3 separate regions of the Mus musculus genome follow, and all the other regions are linked to region 1. Evidence: chromatin contacts called from public HiChIP or PLAC-seq and promoter capture Hi-C data. All regions are on one chromosome and are shown on one strand. The core of a region is the stretch at or near the end of the contact, and the rest is flanking DNA. Distances in the headings are between cores, read along the strand shown.

Region 1 (2,700 bases), core at 35-2,534:
AGTAAACTATGACCCTACTCTGGGTACATTCCACATTATGTCTCTTTACTGGCAGTCACCAGCTTGCCTAGAGGAGGCATCTGTGACCTGCAGCATTGCTACTTCCCTCTGTTGAGAACAAATCCTTAAAGCCCCTTTCTACTTGTCGTTTTGTTTTCTTCCAAGGGACCTGAGGCTGTGGGATAAACATTCACCCGGTGACCCAAAGTGAGCACATCTGCCCACCCCTACCTCCTCATGGTTCTGACCTGGATTAAGTAGGGGTAAGCCATGAGGATGGATATGCCTCTGGTTGCTCAGACAAGTTATAGATGTTTGGGGAAGATCATTCTCTTACATGTCCTTCGTGCACTGGCCAGCCAGCTTCCCAAGCAAGATGGAAGAGCTAAGGAACAGAATATGCTTCTCACCCAAACGGCCTATCACTGCAGACTCAGCAGAACATACGAAGCCTTATGCAGAAAGTCACGGAGGCAACTAGCTCAGTGACTATCAGGCAAAAAAAGTTCCACATGTCCTGCCTTTCCCCCAACAGAGGTCAAAACCCTAAGTTTCCCAGCAGGCGACTGAGGAGTCACTATACTGCCATATACAGCCACTAGAGGGCCATGCAGAAGTAAGAATAGCAGCAAGGCTTCAGGTACTGGGGCGCCTGAAGAGTAAGAGGCATGCTGGATCTTGCTCCACTCAAAGCCTGCAGGGTCAGGCACTCTTCCCTGGAGCATGGGACTGTTAGCCTTGTCTGAGATCCAGGAAGCAGAGCCTGATGGAGGAGCTCCAGTGACATGTGTGCCACAGATGAGTGGAACTGAGTGGGCACCACAGCCAGGAACAGAGGCTGCCTCCAAAGGTCCTCACATGTCCAGGATCCTTGGCATCTGGATTCTCTGAGATATTTGTACAAGTAGTACACACAGAAACACATCCTCACCACAGGTACCCAAAACTCTGGCCAGGACTCCAGACCTGAGGCCTGTTCCTAGGAGTAATGGATTACTTAGCCCAGGCGGCTTCTCTACTGAGCCTCCTTGGCAGCATACAGACATCTGAAACATCCCATCAGGCCTTTATAACTAGCTGTGGCATGTAAGGAACACTAAACAGCTCATAGACTGAGCAGTGGCTGACAAATCCCCAGTCTAGACAGATCTAGACCCTGCTTTCTTACATGTAGGGACTGGCCTGGCTTCCTTCTGACCTGTATTCAGACATAATGGACACCCGGCCCTGACACCCCAGCCAAGTTACTTTCTGACTCTGCACAGTGTTGGCAGGAATCTGTGTGTTTACTCTGGAGGTTACCCAGCACCCAGTCCAGGCCCAGGAAGGCCAAAGGTCTAGGGCCTCCTTACCTGGTAGTATGGTGGTTAAAATAAGGAGGCAGTAGGTAAGCCCAGCCCAACCCCAAGGCCTCTGTATCTCTTCTTCCACAAGCAATCAAGGGTACACACACAGACACTCAGGAACAAAGATCCCCTGCAGACAGTCACAGATAGATACAATGCCTAGGGCTGGCAGGTGTTCCCCAAGCTGCACCAAGCTGGCCTTGCTTCAATGCCAGGTCTCCATTAACTGTGTGGAGACTGGCCATGCTGAGCCTTTTGCAGGATGGAGCCTTTTGCTAGGTTAACAGTAGTCTACAATAAAACTTGGTATAGAGCTTCAAGAAATTTGTTTAAAATTTAACACATAGTAACATCAAAACAAACAAGCGTTGCCATAGTGACAGGGACCTAAACAAAGGCTGCAGATACCCCAGCTGGCGCCACGCCTGCAGAGCCATGGCAACCTGCCCCAAAACAGAAATAGTTGAACTTTTTTTTTTCCCCTCTCAAGTCCTGTCAGAGTCAGCAACTTCCTGGAGATACCTAAGCAATTTCCTCCCAGGCTCCAAACTCCTATAGGAGGCAATTGCTGCCCCTCATGGGATCACAAATGCCCAGACCTCATAGTACAACTAGCACCACTACAGCCCCATTTTTCCCGGAAATATCAATCCCAGAGTTCCCCAGCCCTTTCTGCTGATCCTTTTTAGCATTCCCTCACCACCCTGGTACTCAGAATACTGTCCCTCTACACTAGAGGACAACAGGACTCTGAATCCTCTGTTCACAAATGCCTCTGGAGTGAGGCTCCTCCTCCAGAACAGAAGAGTTCCAAGAGGAACATCATTCATAAGGAACCCAATGGAGCCCAGACTCAGCAGGAATGAGAGTTCAAAGACAGAGATGGGGGGATGGCAGCCTCTAGGGTCTCAAGGGTCTAGGTGTGTAGGCGAAAGGAGTTTCTGGGTCTCTACGTACAGAATCCTCACCTGACCCCAGCCGCCCAGCTAGACATCAGCCCCACAGTGTCAGCAAGCCTAGCACTGATTGTCTGTCTGCCTAGACTGTCAGAGCCTTGAGCCTTCTCTAGGCTTGGGCTGCATATACTTGCTCTCCAGGACCTTGACTTACAAGACAGGGACAGTCCAAAGTTCTCAGGCAGCCCAGAGTTTACAGTGAACAATGACCATGTCCTGGAGTCAGGAATGAAATGTCTGAGCATCTGAAGTTCTGCATTCTGGGAACAAGCATTCGCTTCGCATGATTCATTCATAGGGGTCCAGCGCTTCCCACGACAGGAAGGACACGTGGAGCTGGAGTACTCAGTCCTCTGTGGCCCTCGTCATCCAAAAGACCCGTGACCTCATAGGACCAC
Region 2 (2,700 bases), core at 174-2,673, 270 kb before region 1:
ATTAAAAACAAATTTACAATAACTTCAGTTCTAACAGACCAAGTTTTTCTAGGCATAGTTTACATTAAAAAAAAAACAGATTAAAATACAATTAATCATTTTTTTTAAAAAAACTGTGGTAGTGAGCCAGGTGGTGACGGCACACGCCTTTAATCCCAACACTCAGGAGACAGGCAGGTGGATCTCTGAGTTCTAGGAAAGCCAGAGTTACACTGAGAAACTCTATCTAGAAACAAACAAGCAAGCAAACAAACAAAACCAAAAATAAACAAAAAACATGGTAGTGTAGGTGCACGTTGTCTGATACAAAAACCCAATATAAATACATTTATCCAACCATTATTGCTGAGCCTCTGTTGTCTGCCACGCAGAGTTGTTTACAAAATAGAGAACAGAACTGCCCTTATGTTTCCAGATTCTCTGACAAAACTCGCGAACTAGTTGTTCACGTTCAGAGCTGTGCACAGAAGAGGCAAAGTACCTTTTACTTCTGAGATCCCAGGGCTGGTCCCTTGTTCCCTTGTAGGGAAGAGAATGCCTTCAGAACAAACAGCCAGTTCAAATCTAAGGAGCAGAAGCAAGCAAGGGTACTTTGGAGGAACCCTAGCCAATGGACAGTGTGATACTCGGGTGCTTCCCAAGAGCCTGAAACGTGGGCAGGGTCAAAATCAGGACTGGGTGCCTAGGTGGAAGGTGGGAGGGACTGGATGAGGGGTGGGACATGGAGAGCAGACTGCCCACACGAAGAACTTCAGAGATTCCAGGAGTCTCTGAACCTTGTGCTTGTTAGTAAGAGTCACGATGCCTAGGCCAGGCGGGACAGCCGAATAGGTATGTTTAGGGCTGAGCCTATCCACCATGTGGTGTCCTGAAAAGCTTAGACGAGAATGTCCCCTGAAAGACCCCAATGTACCTAATATTTCTCATTCTTGGTAAATTCTGTGTCAGAAAGTAGCAAACTAATACTTTATGCTTTGCAAAGTATAAACATACTGTATCTTTAATCTTTTTTATTTTCCAAACAACTCTATAGCGCAAGAAAGGAGGAACACGCTAAGTCTTGGTTACCTATTCTGATCTCATTCTCTGGCCCCAGGGGCCAAGGGGCCCCAACCCACAGCTCCGCAAAAGGAAGGACTCCCTGGATTTTCTTAGGACCAGGTGGGATTTGGTGCACAAACTGGAGGCTTGCTCTGGGATCTCCAAAGGCCCGGGTAAAAACATATTTAGGCACAAAGATCACGGGTACCCGAAGAGCAAGCGGTGACACCCTATCCAGGCACTCAGACCCGGGGACCCTAAATATTGAAAGGGCGCGTGGCAGGCAGGGACAAGGATGTGCGTGCGCCCTCTGCCGCTTTTCCCTTGCGTCTGCCGCTTCGGGCGGGGCGGCTCGCGTGCTGGGGTGGGGCTTTCCTTCTCTAGTCTGAGGCCAGGTCCCAGAGATGAGAGAGCTGACAGCTCCTGGCCTCCGCGGCTCCCTCAGCGGGCGCGCCCGATCTTCTGCGCCCCGCCTGCCCCGGGTAAGTACTCTTGGACTTCACGGGGCTCTCTGGTCTTTGCCTCTGCTGTAGCCACTCTGAGATTGTCCAGCTTGGTCTGGGGCCCCTTCTGCTACACATTTTTGCATCTGGAGGGTCCAGAATTGCTGAAAGTGATGGGCACTCCAGGGGCTTCTCTCTTGGCATCAGACCTTTGAGGGAAGCCAGTCAGGTTCTTCAGTTTTGAGGAGTCAGTTTTCTCTTGACTTGGGTATCCTGTCCCCAAACTCCTTCACTCCCGAAAATGAGCCAGGGAATACCTGTCCCGCATTGGAGAGTCCTTTTGCCTTGGACCTAATGTCTTTTAGAAGTTTTTTGCAGATGATGGCAAGGGGGCTCCTCACAGGCCGCCTTAGCTATCCCTGGGACTGGAGCACCACGGGCACAGCCAGCGAAAGTGGCGCAGTAGCAAGCCCTTTCATGGAGATCAGAGGGCAGTAACAAGGGATTCACGCTTTGGAGGGACTTCCACCATTCCGGGAATTGTCCAATTAGTGGCACCAGAAATATTTGCCTTCTCCAATTTTGAGAAGCAGAAAATTACGGTGTATGGCTTCTTTCAGAAAGAGACAGGACCCTGGTGTTGCTGAAAATCTTAGTGGTACAAACCCTGGAGTCCTCGGCCTTGTGTTGCTTCCCCAGTCCCAGTTGGAGAGCTCTCTCTATTGGGGACAACTCTCGTTCCCCTCCCGGGGCTTCTCCTGGAAGGAGGTTCAGGCTTTGCACAGTTCTAGTACAAGGGTCCCCCCACCCTCCAAAAGGTCTATTTTTTGCAGCTGTTTCTACGGTTTGGATTCATGAGATCTTTCTCACTTTGGCTACCCTTGTCCGGGGTGCGAGGTGTAACTTGGCTCCTCAGGACTGTATCCAGCTAAACTTAGAGGCTCAACTCTAGGAGAAGCTTATGTGTACACCTTGGGTGATACCCCAGAGCTTGGGGGTACTGTACAGTGTAATTTAACTTCTCCTAGCCTGATCAAGGAACTCATAGTAGGAGACACTCTAGGCCTCAGAGTCTGGTTCACTTTTGCCCATCATGGGGAGTGGCCTGCCTTGGTATGAGACCCTGACGCAGTGAGCAGTGGCTGTCTTTTTTCATGAGCAGGGGCATGGCCAAGTGCTGATTATTCCAGACTAGGATACCTACTGAGCTAATCCA
Region 3 (2,700 bases), core at 33-2,532, 420 kb after region 1:
CAAGTGAACTAACTACTCTTACTAGGTAGGCCAATGTATCATTCCTTGGGAGACTACATGGGCTGTAGTAAACCACGCTGCCCTTAGATTGCAGTAAAAGCTACTTGCTAAGTGACAAACACCTGTTACTTTCAGCTTGACTGTTTACACAGACCCTAGACAGGAGTGCTTCTATAGGATGTCCTCACTCTACATACAATGCTATCCATGACATCCTGGAACCCATCTCTGGCAATCTGTCCCACATCCACACCTTTCAAATTTGGAATCCACATCAAAGTCTTCCACGTTCAAGATCAGGTCCACATTGTTCTCTGCACCAAGGCTGGACCGTGTGGTGGTGTAAACACTCAGCTGGAAAGAGTGAGCAAGAATGAATAGCCAAAAGGTCCTGATAGAAAACATGTAACTATTGTGAGAGGGTAGCAATCTGAGGGCTACCTCTCAGAGGGTGAGCTTGGGCAAGATGGCCTGTGTGACACTGCTGTGAACAAGGAACCTAACTGTAGAGCTGACCTGTCCGGAATTCCCACTAGAAGCAGGAAGTGACACAGGTGATAAGAGGGCAGAGCTAGCAGCCTGACTCCCATATGGCTGGAGATCTCCTGTTAACTTCCACTGGGGTCCCGTTAGGAAACACGTGTAGGGCAACTGGATCTCAGTTATAATCGGGGTAGGGCAGAGCACCAAGGGGTAACAAGAGAGCAGCAGAGAACAGAGAAGTCTCAACTCCAGCTCTCACTGCCACCTAACCAGAACATTGGACAGTGACATCAGTGATAAGGGGCAAAACTGGTAGCCCGAAACCCTCTGACCAGTGCCAGTAGGGGGTGGGTGGTAGCACCCGGCCGGGAGGCGCCTTCTTAGGGCTCCCGGACGCTCACCTGCAGTTTGGGCCGCAGGGCCAGATAGGGCTGGATGCAGTTGGAGTCACCCGAGCACGGACGGGTATAGACGATACCGTACATGACCCAGCAGGTATGCACCACGTACACCAGGAACACGCCCACCACCAAGCTGGTAAAAGAGCTGCGGCCGCTCCACATGGCGCCGCAACCTGCGGGCCGAGCGCCGCCGCCGCCCGCCGCTCACGGGAGAGCCGCTGCGCGCCACCGCCACCGCCGCGGGGAAACCAACGCGCCTCGCGCGGGCCGCCGGCCGCCCCGCATGCTCCCGATAACCCACACCCGGCGCTGGGGGATTGGCCGGATTTGCCGGCCACCGCTTCCGGGAACCGAGCAGCTGGCGGAAGTGGACGCGCACGGCCCTCTGGGAGCCAGACGCTCCGCCACGCACTCGCAACCTCACGACGACCGCACGACCGGCGCGCGCGCGTGACGTCAGCCTCTTGCGCCGTACTCCCGGCATGCCTGTGGGAGCCCAGGTCCGCCACCAACCTTGGCGGCACCCGGTTCTTGGAAATTTTTTCTTTGCGTTGCTCTTCTTAAGGCCCTGTGCAGCCTTACGGCGGCGCCCCAGGATGATGGCGGGGACGACCCTGATCCTGGCTCTTCAAAGTCTAGGGGAGCGTCCAAAAGTTAAGAAAACACGGAGGAGACTCAGGAAACTCAAATACCGATTTCTCGGGTGTGAGGTTACTGTGTTGATAACATGCAGTTCAAGATGGCCAGAAAAGGTCAAAAAGAGTTTTTACAGGTCACTTGCCCCTTTTGTCAGAAGAATAAGTTCCTTTGCGGTAATATAAATCTTAATCCTGGCTAACATGCAAAGGTAGGTTATATCTCAAGAAGATCTTTTTCCCGGACTTCCCATTACTCATTCAGATAAAACCATCTGGGTTCTTAAATTTATTTATTCACTTTACATCCCGATGTCAGCCCCTACTCTCCTCTTATCCTCTCCCCTGTCCCCTCTCCCCTTCTCATCTCAGAAGGGGGTAGGCCACTCAGATAAACCATCGGAGTCCATTAATTGTTCACTTTACGTCCTGATGCCAGCCCCTACTCTCTTCCCTACTCCCTCTCCCCTTCTCTGAGAAGGGGAGGCTCCACTGGGTACCAACCCACCCCTGGCACATCAAGTCACTGCAGGACTGGCCACATTCTCTCCCACTGAGGCCAGACAAGGCAGCCTAGTTAGGGGAACGGGATCCACAGGTAGGCAACACTGGGACAGACCCGGGTCCATTTGTTGGGGAACTTGAATGAAGACCAAGCTGCACATCTGCTATATATGTGTTGGGGTGGGGTGTAGGTCCAGTCCATGTATGCTCTTTGGTTGGTGGTTTAGTCTTTGGGAGACCCCCAAGGGCCCAGGTTAGTTGACTCTGTTGGTCTTGTGGACTCCTGTCCCCCCCAGATCTCAATTCTTGCTCCAACTTTTCTATAAGACTCCCCAAGCTCTGTCTAATGTTTAGCTGTGGGTCTCTGTATCTGTTTCAGTCAGCTGCTGGGTAGAGCCTCTTAAGAGGACAGTTATGCTAGGCTCCTCTCTGCAAGAATAACAGAGTATCAGGTTCTTCTGGCCTTCATTTTAATCTTCTTAAATATTTCTTGGTTTAGGGTATACACAGTTTCTAGAGTGAAGTGGCCAGTGCTGTGACAGCCCAGGACGATGGCCTGCAGAGATCAAGCAAAAAATGATATTTCCTGTTTTCAGAAGCTTGTTGGCTGTTGGTGCTTTTCATTAGTGACCAGCTCCTTACTCTATGGTGGCCTCAGAAACTTAAGTTTTGGAGCT

The links. Promoter capture Hi-C pulls out the DNA fragments that hold promoters and counts their contacts. HiChIP or PLAC-seq counts read pairs in DNA pulled down with a chosen protein or histone mark.
Region 2: an H3K27ac HiChIP or PLAC-seq map of embryonic stem cells shows a contact between it and region 1, with 5 times the contacts expected there. The contact joins the promoter of Ahrr here to the enhancer-like site in region 1. A contact is called at or near these places in 23 of 39 promoter capture datasets (the 3T3-L1 cell line, 3T3-L1-derived adipocytes, the C10 cell line and 15 more), 1 of 15 datasets of contacts at CTCF or cohesin (large pre-B cells), 9 of 484 Hi-C or Micro-C datasets (bone marrow, brown adipocytes, cardiomyocytes and 2 more), 7 of 115 datasets of contacts at active chromatin or transcription factors (differentiating embryonic stem cells, embryonic stem cells, extraembryonic endoderm stem cells and 3 more) and 3 of 9 other capture datasets (adipose tissue, embryonic stem cells and liver).
Region 3: a contact with region 1 is called in a promoter capture Hi-C map of liver, with 1.8 times the contacts expected there. The contact joins the promoter of Clptm1l here to the enhancer-like site in region 1. A contact is called at or near these places in 2 of 39 promoter capture datasets (liver and pre-B cells), 2 of 115 datasets of contacts at active chromatin or transcription factors (bone marrow-derived macrophages and large pre-B cells) and 1 of 9 other capture datasets (adipose tissue).

The regions. Positions count from the first base shown.
Region 1 is chr13:74,024,390-74,027,089 of GRCm38.p6, reverse strand. All of the region lies in intron 2 of Tppp (tubulin polymerization promoting protein), which reads right to left. Among named protein-coding and RNA genes, the nearest start is that of Tppp, 16 kb to the right of the region's middle. Within about 2 kb of position 1,284, at least 102 of the 459 cell types and tissues checked have an H3K27ac peak or open chromatin away from gene starts, as enhancers often do. A contact at or near this core is called in 3T3-L1-derived adipocytes, adipose tissue, brown adipocytes and 9 more, where this site is marked.
Region 2 is chr13:74,291,054-74,293,753 of GRCm38.p6, reverse strand. Ahrr (aryl-hydrocarbon receptor repressor) reads left to right here and starts at 1,423. Exons shown (of 11, transcript NM_009644.3): 1 at 1,423-1,523.
Region 3 is chr13:73,602,584-73,605,283 of GRCm38.p6, reverse strand. It overlaps Clptm1l (CLPTM1-like), which reads right to left and starts at 1,282. Exons shown (of 17, transcript NM_146047.2): 1 at 885-1,282; 2 at 254-354. The coding sequence starts at 1,046.